Regions from separate parts of the Rattus norvegicus genome. Here region 1 is linked to region 2. The links are chromatin contacts, called in public Hi-C maps. All regions are on one chromosome and are shown on one strand. The core of a region is the stretch at or near the end of the contact, and the rest is flanking DNA. Distances in the headings are between cores, read along the strand shown.

Region 1 (5,595 bases), core at 366-2,865, 61 kb after region 2:
GCTTTACCCAAGTGTGGACACTTGGCCCCTTCCCTTGTATCTTCTCACTGTTACCAGTGGACATGGAAAGAACTGGATTTAGTGACTCTCAACTCATCTGTTAACTGGTCCCTGCCATGAGCGTGTCCCTCTGTGCTTGGAAGTTTGCTTGTCTGTGTGGTAATGTTGGGAGGTCATGAGACTGTCTCCTCATGCTCTGGGCCGCTGTCTCTTCTCCTCTCACATGCTCCTTCCAACATGGGACCATTGCACGAGGGACTCTCAATAGAGGCTGTGATTAAAGGAGTGTGTGTCACTGCACCTGGATTGTTTGTTTGCTTTTTAATTTTAATTTATGTGTATGCGTGTCGATCACTCTGTATGCCCCATGCATGCAGTAACCCATGGAGCCCAGAAGAGGGCAGTAGAGTTCCAGTGCTGGAGTCACATGGACTTGTGAGCAACCGGATGTAGGTGCTGGGAACCAATCTCGGGTCCTCTGGAAGAACACAAGTGATCTTACTGCCGAGCCACCTCTCCAGTCCTGCTTTTAGATTTTGGAATCGCCAAATCTCCTTTATTTATAAGCCTGCGGTGCTTTATTATAGCCATAGAAAATGATTGTTGTGAGTTTAATGGTGTGTTCACCCCAACCGCCCCATCAAGATATGACTGCGTTGATCTGGGAAAGTGACCTTATTTTTAATCAAGGTCTGTTGAGGGTGTCACGTGATTAAAGACGCCAAGACAACATTATCCTGGATTCTGCATGTGAACTCTAAACCCAGAAGCTGGCGTCCTTATGAAAGGCAGGGCAGGAGGAGATCTAACATGGAAAAATATGACGTATGACTAGGAGGGAGATAGAAGGCTATAGACACAAGGGACAGAGCCTGAGGCCACCAGGATCTAGAAGAAGAGGAGGGCTGCCAGGGCATGGAAGTACATGCTTGCACTCCCAGAACTCGGGAGGAGGGAGAGGTGAAGATGGGGAAGTCAAGGGCATCCTTAGGGACAGGGCGAGTTTGAATCAGTCAGGGCAATAACCTGACCATCCTCCCTCTAGGGAGGAAAAAAGAAGAACACAAGTTTCCATTAATATACTGGTTTTAAACCCACTCATTTCAGAATATAAAAACATAAACTTCTGATTTTTTGTTTTGTTTTGTGTTGTGGACCATCTTCATAGGAGTACCCTGGGTCCTCCATGGGTGAGGATGACCCCATGTGCCTGGTGGACAGCCTGGACTTGCTCCTAGCTGTCGTTTCTATGGATACTCTTCCCCTCAGGTTGGCCATGCACCCTCCTCTTCCTTTATGCCAGAGTGAAGCAGATGGATGGCCAAAAAGCATCTAGTATCTGGGTAGGGTAGCACATCACTGCAGGCTCAGCGCTGGGGAGGCTGAGGTAGGAGGATTGCTGCCAGTTAGAAGCTAGCCTGAGAAGCCATGAGTGAGAGATCTCGAAAAGCCAACAGCAACAATGGCAAAGGCCAAAGGAAGAGACATGGGTCGTGGAGTTCAGGGGTTGGAGGGACATGAGGTTCCAGGCAAGTAACTGCAGCTTTGTGAAGGTTCCCAGGCCTGCTGGGAGTTTGTCTGCCTGTCTCACCAGAATAAACAAACAGGCTCCCGGGAAAGGGGAAGTCACGTGGGGCTGCCTCCCTCTGCTCTCGCTTGGAAAAGCTGTCTCTGGAGCATGCAGCCCCTTGCGGGTGGAGGAAGGCAGACTCTGTTGGTAATGGTGGGGTGGCTCCTGATGCAGTCTGTATTCTGGGCAGCAGGTCGAGCTGTTAATGGGTCTGGCTTCCTGGAGCACGGGTTGGACTTGTTTGTCTCAAGCTACAGGTTTTTTCTTTCCATGCCCCTTTCCCCGCCAGGGAGAATATGCACCTGAATGTGGCACTGGCAATCCCAGATCAAATCCATGGGCCAGCGTCTGCCTACTGCCCAAGTTCAAGGCCTGACTTTTCCCCCACTTTCCTTTGGGACAAATGTATTGACTATGGGCATTGAACGTGGGCTCAGGGTCAGGGAATGACCCTTAAAACATCTGCCCCTGGGCTGGAGAGATAGCTCAGCAGTTAAGAGCTCTGACTGCTGTTCCAGAGGTCCTGAGTTCAATTCCCAGCTACCGCATTATGGCTTACAACCATCTGTAATGGGTTCTGGTGTGTCTGAAGACAGCTACAGTGTACTCATATACATGAAAGGAAGGAAGGAAGGAAGGAAGAAAGGAAGAAAGAAAGAAAAGAAAAGAAAGGTTTTTAAGGAAAAAACCCCAAAAACATCTGCCTCTAACTGTGTCCTTCTTTAGACAGGGGCAGAATAGAGCTTTGTTCTTTATTTATAAGTTAGAAGGAAGTCCTCAGAGAAAGCTCCTTCCGACACTGCCTCTAGACGGTGCCAGGATTTTCACATTTACAGGCCCCTTCCTCTTCAAAAGAAAACATTAACTATTTTTTATATAGACCACCCAGTCAGACTTTATAACAGTTGAAACTTTTTTTTAGTATTTATTATTTTTTGAATTTTGAGTGCATGGGGAGGGGGCCGCACACATGCACAAGCACAAGTGCAGGTACCCTTAGAGCCCCGAAGAGGGCAGATCTCCCAGAGCTGGCATTACTAGTGGTCATGAGCCATCCCATGGATGCTAGGAACCAAACAGGTAAACAGGTGTGTGTAACTGCCGAGTCTCTCCAACCTAGGAATTAATGTTTTTGTGTACAGTCCAAAAAGTATCAGACTTTTGACGTCTCAGCTCTGAGTAGAGCTGGCTGGGCCTGGTGCAGCTGTCTTTCCTTAGACCCAGAGAGGAGTGTGTGTGTGTGTGTGTGTGTGTGTGCGCGCGAGTGTGTAGAAGCAGGAAGTCAAGATCAAATGTTTTTCTCAATTAGTCTTCATATTTTGAGACAGACTTTCTCAAGGCAGTCCAGTAACTTTGTTAGGCTGGTTCACCAGTGAGTTCCAGAAACCCACGAGTACCAGATCCCTGGCAGTTCTGGGACTCTAGATGTGCATTACCCTGCGTTTTCACTGGGACACCAGGCACCTGAACTTAAGTCCTCATGCTCGGGCCGCAGGCGCTTTATTGACGGAGCCGGTCCCACGGTCTCTCAAGGGATTTTTAAGCTGAAGAGTGATGATTGGCCTTGGACAATGGTCAGTAATGGACATGTTTACAGTGGAAAGGAAGGGATAGTGGGAAAGTTCTCAGGCTAGCCCCATGCAGGAGCCAGGAAGATTCCATCGAACCTGCAAGCAGGACCCGGGGTAGCCTCATAGGATAGGATGGGTGCAAAAGCACACTGGAATTGGCTACTGGACTTTCTTTCCTGCCACTCTCTTCTGACCTTGACCCCCTGCCATTCACTCACAGCTCTTTGCCACAACACTGCAGGGTGGTCGCCAGGACCGTGGCTGGATCTAGTTTACTTTTCTGTATTCCCAGAAGCAGGATGAAGGATCAGCCCAGTCTCCTGGGAAATGTCTGCAGTGTGGAGGCTGCTTGATGTATTATGGGATGTAGCAGAGCTCCAAGAGATCAGAGTTAGAGCAAGGTAAGAAGCTTTGGGTGGGGGAGGGGGTGGGCTGGAGAGATGGCTCAGCGGTTAAGAGCGCTGACTACTTCTCCAGAGGTCCTGAGTTCCATCCCCAGCAAGCACACTGTGGCTCACAACCATTTGTGATCTTATGCCCTCTACTGGCTACAATGTATTCATAAAACAAAAACAAAACAAAAAGGGTGTGTGGGGTGGAGGTGGGGGCTCTGCTACGGAGCCAGACTGCACGGTGCAAGGGATTCAGTAGGGAGATTAGACCTGCCCTGGGTCAACCTGGCTGAGCCCAGGGACAGCAGAGCAGAGGAGAGGCTGGGATTATGGCTTAGGCTTTAATGAAATAATGAATACAGGCCCCCTCTGTAAGCATTCTAAACTCCACCCCCACAGTTACCTGGCAACAGCCAGGTATGCTCCTCCCCACAGTTACCTGGCAACAGCCTGGTAACTGATACTATAAAAGGGGCTGCTTAGGGGTTGGGGATTTAGCTCAGTGCTAGCAAGCGCAAGGCCCTGGGTTCAGTCCTCAGCTCCGGGGGGGGGGGGTGGGGGGGGCGCCCTGCTTATTCCTTCCTCACTCTCTTGTTCTTGCAAGAGTCCTGTGCTCGTGGCTGGCCTCTACTCCTCTCCTCTTCTACTCTTCTTCTCTCTCTCTGTCCCTCTCCCGTGTCTCGTCCGGGATCTGCCATCGCCAAGCCAATGTGAAGGATGCTATACTATTTCAACTGCACGACACTGGGGACACTAGATGCCCGGGGAAACAGTGAAGACATCGATGGCTAACAAGAGATGACCGGGTGAGGCACAGCTAGTTGGGGGAAATCCTGAAAAGACACGACACAGTTGTCTCAATCCATAGAATGTGTGGCACTGCCGTAATTTGCTTTCTGTGGCTGTGACCACCGTCATGACCAAAAGCAACCTGGGGAGGAAAGGGTTCATTTCATCTTACAGGTTACGGATCTTCACTGAGGGAAGTCAGGGCAGGAGTTGGAGGCAGAAACTGAAGCAGAGGCATGGTGGGACCCTGCTTGCTGGCTTGCTTCCCAGGGTTTGTTCAGACACCTTTCTAATATCCCCAGGACCACCCACCCAAGGGTGACACCACCCACAGTGGGATGGACCCACTCATATCAATCATCAATCAAGAAAATGTCCTACAGGTTCGTCTACTAGACTGGTCAGACAGAGATATCTCCTCTGCTGACGTTCCCTTTCCCGGGTGACTCTAGCTTGGGTCAAGTTGATGAAAAAAATGGATCATCACAGACATCAAAAGCCGATCCCGAAGCGCTCTGGACTTTGGTAGATAATTGGTGTTGTCAGCGTGGGTTGTGGCCATGACAGATATCTGTGAGCTGCTGGGGCGGGAAGTGTGCATGAAATCCGTGTTCCTCTGGTTCAGCTCTCTTATGTGAACCGAAAACTGCTTCAAAAAGTAGTGTTGGTATCAGGAACTGGCTTTACAGTTGGTTGCGGATCCTCTCCTAACCCAGCGACGATGGTGATGTTGCCCATAGGCGACAGGGACCCACGCATCTGCTGCCCTGGCAATGGCCATACATTCCCAGTGTCCATTGGTTTACCTCCCACCTTTACATCACAGCCTAAATAAAAGGCAGACCCTTCCTGACCTTTGCCCCTTCTTCTCTCTCTTTCCCCCCTTTGTCTCCGTCGCCCCTTTTTGTCCCCACCCCCCACAATAAGCCTCTTTCACCTGGAACTGCATTGGTCTGGTGTGGTCTGTCTGGATGGGAGCCACGATTCTATCACAGTATAGTATATAGTAGTAGAGTAGTCTATAGAGAATGGAAAAGCCTGGTGTGGTGGTGATCGCCTGCAATCCCAGCACCTGAGAGGCTGTGAAAAAGGGTCAAAAGTTCGAGGCCAGCTTGGGCTACATAGGCAAGCTCTGTCTCAAAACCAAAACCAAGTGAACAACGAAAGCCCTCAAGTCCAAACAAAACCAGTCAGCTAATCAGCCAAACCCAATTATTCACTGCTGAGAAGTTGGGGTGTGGGATTGAGTCACTAATTGCATGGAGAGACAGAC
Region 2 (5,122 bases), core at 2,573-5,072:
GGGCAGCCCTGGCCTCCGAACTCACCCAGTTTGTTTTAGGGAAAGGCCTCTCAGTTTCCCCGGCAAACTCCTTGGTTCACTTTTCTCCCTCCAGCCAACAATCCCAATTCTATGACAAATCGCATTTGGGGACTACAGTGAAGGTGATAAGATAGCATGTCACTTTAACAAAGGAGAGGAAGGTGGTTAGGTCATATTCATTGCCATGGGTGGGTGAGGGACCTGGAAGTCACTTCTCCAGTGGGTCACTGTGCTGCTCAACTCTTGGGATGCCAGAGGGAACCTAAGGGAGCCAGGGTGGGTGGATCCTTCGAAGGGAACGGGGCAACTGCATGCCTGGTACCCGTCCATGAGATTGGAACACACACTGCAGGAAATGCGGACATGAGCCTCTGGTGACGTTTTCTCCATCCATCAGCCTAGGACACTTAGGAAAAGCAAAACTCCTGCCCACACCTCGGCATAGGTGGCTACTTCACGTTCTTTGGCCCAGGAACTAACCAGGGCCCATGTTATGTCACAGAGGAGACACTGGATGGGTTTAGTTTGTGGGGTGCTCCGAGTCTCTGGGGGGACCAATGTGCCTATTTCTTCCTAAGGAGCCTGACGAGCTGTGAGAACCAGGCTTGGTTTCCTCGGGGTCCGGGAAAAGCTCAGCTTCACAGGATGCTCTGTCTCTGCTCTTCCAAGTGTGACCTCATCTAAGAGGAAGTTCAAAGAGGTACACCCTGGGCTTCGATGGTAGCAGCAGGGCTGAACTGCAACTGCACAGCCTGGACAAGGAGATTCAATCTCCAGCCTAATCTCACAGCAGCAACGCCATCCACAACAGCGGAGAACCCCAAAACTGATCCCTCGGGGGACAAAGCCAGCCCCAGATGAACACATCACCCACTCAGTCCCTCAAGCAAGGCTTTCAGAGACGACATCTGAGCAAGATGACTGTGACACAAGAACCACAATTCAGAGGGGCAGGCAACAAATGTCACAGGGCTGGCCACCCACATGTAGGGTACATGCTGCCACCCGGAAACAGGTGCCCTCAGCAGCAGGGCAGAAGGCAGGAGAGAGGCAACTAAAACACACACATAACGTGGCCACTACTCAGCACAGTGAATGCTTGGGCCAGTTTAGACAGGAGTAACTGCCAGAGCGCATCTGAATGCCAGGACAGGCTCTGTGACACACCTTAGAGAGGCTACCCAATGTATCCTCACCTCCAAATGCAGACACTGTGACCTCGATAAACACCAACACAGGTGGTGTGTGGGCTGTGCAAGCAGGACAGTGATGGGCGCTAAACTGAGCTCCCGGGGCAAACCCAAAGTGCACCCTGCAAAGGAACAAGGTTCTGATGCACACTGAGCAGCATGAGAAGTGGAGGCACAGGGAGAGGGATGTGGGGCCTCCACCCAAGAACCCCAGCTCCAGGGAAGCCTCTCTGGCTGGTAGAACAGTATAGGTGAGAGGCAGGGCTCCTCCACCTATGGTGGGGTGAACCGGGGCACTCCTCCAGACCTGTTTCCCAGCTGGGTGGAATGGCAGTTCCTGCCCCATCAGAGCTGCTACTGAATGACAGGTGCTCGAGTGCATGGTGCAGGGCACCTGACAGGAATGGCAGCCGTTCACTATTAACTGTAACTGGGACACGAAAACTCCATGGGTAAGGCAGCAAGGGTGGCTAGATTTGGGCTCTAGACAACTTCTCTGCAACCACTTTGGCCAGTTCAAAAACTCGGAAGGGCTGACCTGAACAGGGACATGGACATGGCTCCTCTGGGCCACAGTCTTGTCCTCTGCTATCTCTGTGCTTAGCCTGAAAACACCCACTCCACTAAAGGCCCTCCCAACAGCAAGTTCCTGTAGGCTCTCCTCTGGCGTATTCGACCACCATTCTCCACAACAGTGGGCCCCTGCCTGCCACAGCCTGGCCTCCTGCTAAGTTAGGCTTGCCTCAGACCTGTGAGTGGACAATTCACCTCCAGATGAAACCCAGAGCTCACAAAGACAGGTGCACACCAGGCGCCCATGCTCTGACCAATCAGCAGCAAGCAGTAGTCCAAACACCCGTACAGCCTGGTGTCAGCATGAAAAAAGAATGAACGAGGGGGTTGGAGAGATGGCTCAGTGGTTAAGAGCACTGACTGCTCTTCCAGAGGTCCTGAGTTCAATTCCCAGCAACCACATGGTGGCTCACAACCATCTGTAACGGATTCTTGTGTATCTGAAGACAACTGCAGTGTACTCACATTCATTAAATAAATAAAATATTAAAAAAAAAAAAAGAATGAACGAGTTTTTGGCTCCTCCTCCAAGAATATATCCCCACCCCCACCAGCCCTTACCCCCCCTTTACACACACACACACACACACACACACACAAAACCTCCTCAGGCCTTAGATTCCCGTCTCTAGCAGAGGCAGGGCCTTCATAGTCAGAGCAGGAGTGACAGGCAGTGATCTAGTCCCACTCTGCTCTTCTGGCCACGTGCCCTATCCTGAGCTGGCAGAGGCAGTGGCACCCAGGAGGTGCCTGGGCTTTGGGACAAGCTCTGCTTGGCACATAAGCAGACTGCCTAGGCTCCCCTAGGTCCAGGTAAAAAGAGACCGCTTTGGGTTAGCTGACCTTAAGAGGCCCCCCTGACTTCCAAAAAGTAGGTGGAAACAAGGCAGGAAGCTTGGGTTCAGATCTCTAGAGTCAGCCCCCCTGGGATGTGGTCCCCTCCTTCAGACACAGCTAATGTCCACTCTCTCCTTAGAAGTCCCATGTGACTCACCTACCTCTAACAACTTTTGCCTGCCCTCTCCTTCAGAAAAAAAGCAGGGTTAAGGAAGGCGACCCATTACCCAGGTTGCCAGGAGTTCAAATCACAGCCCTTTGCTGCCCCGGGGACTAGAGGCAAATCCTGAGCTTTGCACATCCCTAGTTGTCCTGAAGAGGCTCCCATAAATGCACATATGTTCCTATCCTCAGGAAATGTCATCAGGTGAGCTAATCCTTCATCCTGCTGAAGAAACTATTCCATTTTGGCGTTTGACCATGGAGGGGAATGTCTAAGGCCAGCTTTGAGAGTTGGGGTCTGAGTGATCTCTGAGTCATGATAGGACAGAGTATTGGGCCCCAAAGCCCATTCCAGACAGGTGTCCAAGGAGTACAGCGTACACCTCAGAATGGGCAAGTTCCCTAAATGTGCAGGCGCCTGCCTAAGGCTGCTACTGTTCACACGTGCCTCTTCTAAGTACTCAGCTCCAGGGCTTCTCCGGGGGGAAGCTTACGTGAGGAATGTTATTGCTATCGCATGTAGATCATCAAATGCCAGCTCTCATCACCCCAACCGATGAGCTACAGAGGCCCAGCAGGGCAATACAGCCAGGAGCGCAGGCCTCGAAGGGAGGAGCAAGTAGCAGCCCCCTCCCCCAGCCACGGTAGGGAGCTGCTCCCCGACGAGGTTTTTCGGAGATGAGAGCAAAGGTGGAGACGGAGAAAGCATCTCGCATCCGCGAGCAGGCCTGGTCCGCCCGTGGGACTCCGCCGTAGCCTCGCGGGGGCGGGGCGGCAGCCCGGGCCGCGTGCAGTGGGGCGCGCACTCACCTCCGCGCAATCCGGTAGAGCACCACGCCGGCGGCAGCGCACGCCGTGACCCCTAGGCCTCCCGCCAGGCCGGCGGTGGGGCAGCTGGCCAGCAGCGCGCTCACTCCTTCCATAGCTTCCGGGCGGAGTCGGTGGGCTAGGGGCGCCGGACGCAAAAGGGACTCCCGGCGGCCCGCGCGCTCCTGCTCGCGCCGTGACCTTCGCCGCTTTGTAGCCGGCGCGGGCCCGCCCCTTGACTCGGCGCGCTCCCGCCGCGCAGCCAATCGAGGCGCGGGGCGAGCCTGGGTGGGCGGGGCGCCGACGGAAGCGCTCAGCGCTGGCTCGGACGCGCCTCCCAGCGGCCGCTGTTGGAAAGCCACTCTCTAGAGCTGGAAGGAGCCCCGCCTGCGCCTGCGCCTGCTGCCTGCGCCTGCCGCCTGCGCATGCGTGCACTTGCGGTTCCCAGTGCTGCTACTCAGCGCCAATCCTTGCCAATGCTTTCCTTTAATTAGTCCTGTTTTCCTGGGGTCGGGCCAAAGCCGGCCTGTGCCGCTACAGAACCCACAGTGGTTGAAAATTAGCTTGCACAAATACAAACGTCCAAAGACGGAAACGAGGTTAAATAATCACTGGATTGGCATGTTTCAGAACATAATGCAGCCATTAGAATGAATGGCTGAGGGGGAGGGATTGGCCCTGAAGGGGTAATCTTTTTTTTTTTTTTTAGTCGAATGTAGATGATTTTCATAGTTGCCAAGTTTGATGAAGCACTTCAAATTGATTACCTCGGGGAGTGGGATCGAGGGAAGAGCCACTTATAGGAGTGTTTCAGCATTTATGTGAGGTAAACTACGGATCAAGAAAAACTCACTGATGCTTGGTGATGCAACCACATCTTTAATCTCAGCGGAGGCAGGAGGATTTCTGTAAATTTGAGGCAACACAGTGAGTTCCAGGTCATCAGGCAATCCATGGGCTAGTAGGAGGTCCTGTCCCAGGGGGGTAAAAAAAAAACAACAAAAAACAAAACAAAACAAAAAAAAACAAACAGAAATAAAAAGAAGAAAACAAAAGAAAAAAACTCTAGCAAGAAAAATTTATACCAGGTTGGACAGGCGTGGTGGCACAAGCCTTTGATCTCTCAAAAAAATCGAAAAATCGTGGAGCATGGTGGTGCATGTCTTTAATCCCAGTACTTGGAAGGCAGAGGAAGGCAGATCTCTGTGAGTTTGAGGACAGCTTGGTCTACAAAGAAAGTCCCAAGATAGCCAGGGCTCTGTTACACAGAAAAACTATGTTTTGAAAAACAACAAACAAAAATGTTTATATTTAATTGCATGTTATGTTTCTGTGGAATACCCCCAACACACACAATTTTATGAGTGTTTTAATGTTTAATTAATTAATTAATTTATTTGGGGGGGGGAGGAGAGGGTTTATTCAGCTTCCAGATCACAGTTCAATCTGTCACTGAGGGAAGTCAGGGCAGAAGCTCCAACAAGGCAGGAACTTGGAGCATCAGCAAAGGCCATGGAAGGGTGCTGCTTCTA

What was found. A called contact is a pair of places that touch in the nucleus more often than the background predicts.
Region 1: a Hi-C map of liver shows a contact between it and region 2, with 2.5 times the contacts expected there. The contact joins the enhancer-like site here to the promoter of Tmem201 in region 2. A contact is called at or near these places in 11 of 12 Hi-C or Micro-C datasets (the A7r5 cell line, the Rat2 cell line, Schwann cells and 7 more) and 1 of 1 datasets of contacts at active chromatin or transcription factors (oligodendrocytes).

What each region holds. Positions count from the first base shown.
Region 1 is chr5:165,530,891-165,536,485 of GRCr8, forward strand. No RefSeq gene overlaps it. Among named protein-coding and RNA genes, the nearest start is that of Slc25a33, 31 kb to the left of the region's middle. Within about 2 kb of position 1,616, at least 26 of the 93 cell types and tissues checked have an H3K27ac peak or open chromatin away from gene starts, as enhancers often do. A contact at or near this core is called in liver, where this site is marked.
Region 2 is chr5:165,468,079-165,473,200 of GRCr8, forward strand. Tmem201 (transmembrane protein 201) reads right to left here and starts at 3,823. Exons shown (of 11, transcript XM_001078224.7): 1 at 3,594-3,823. The coding sequence starts at 3,706.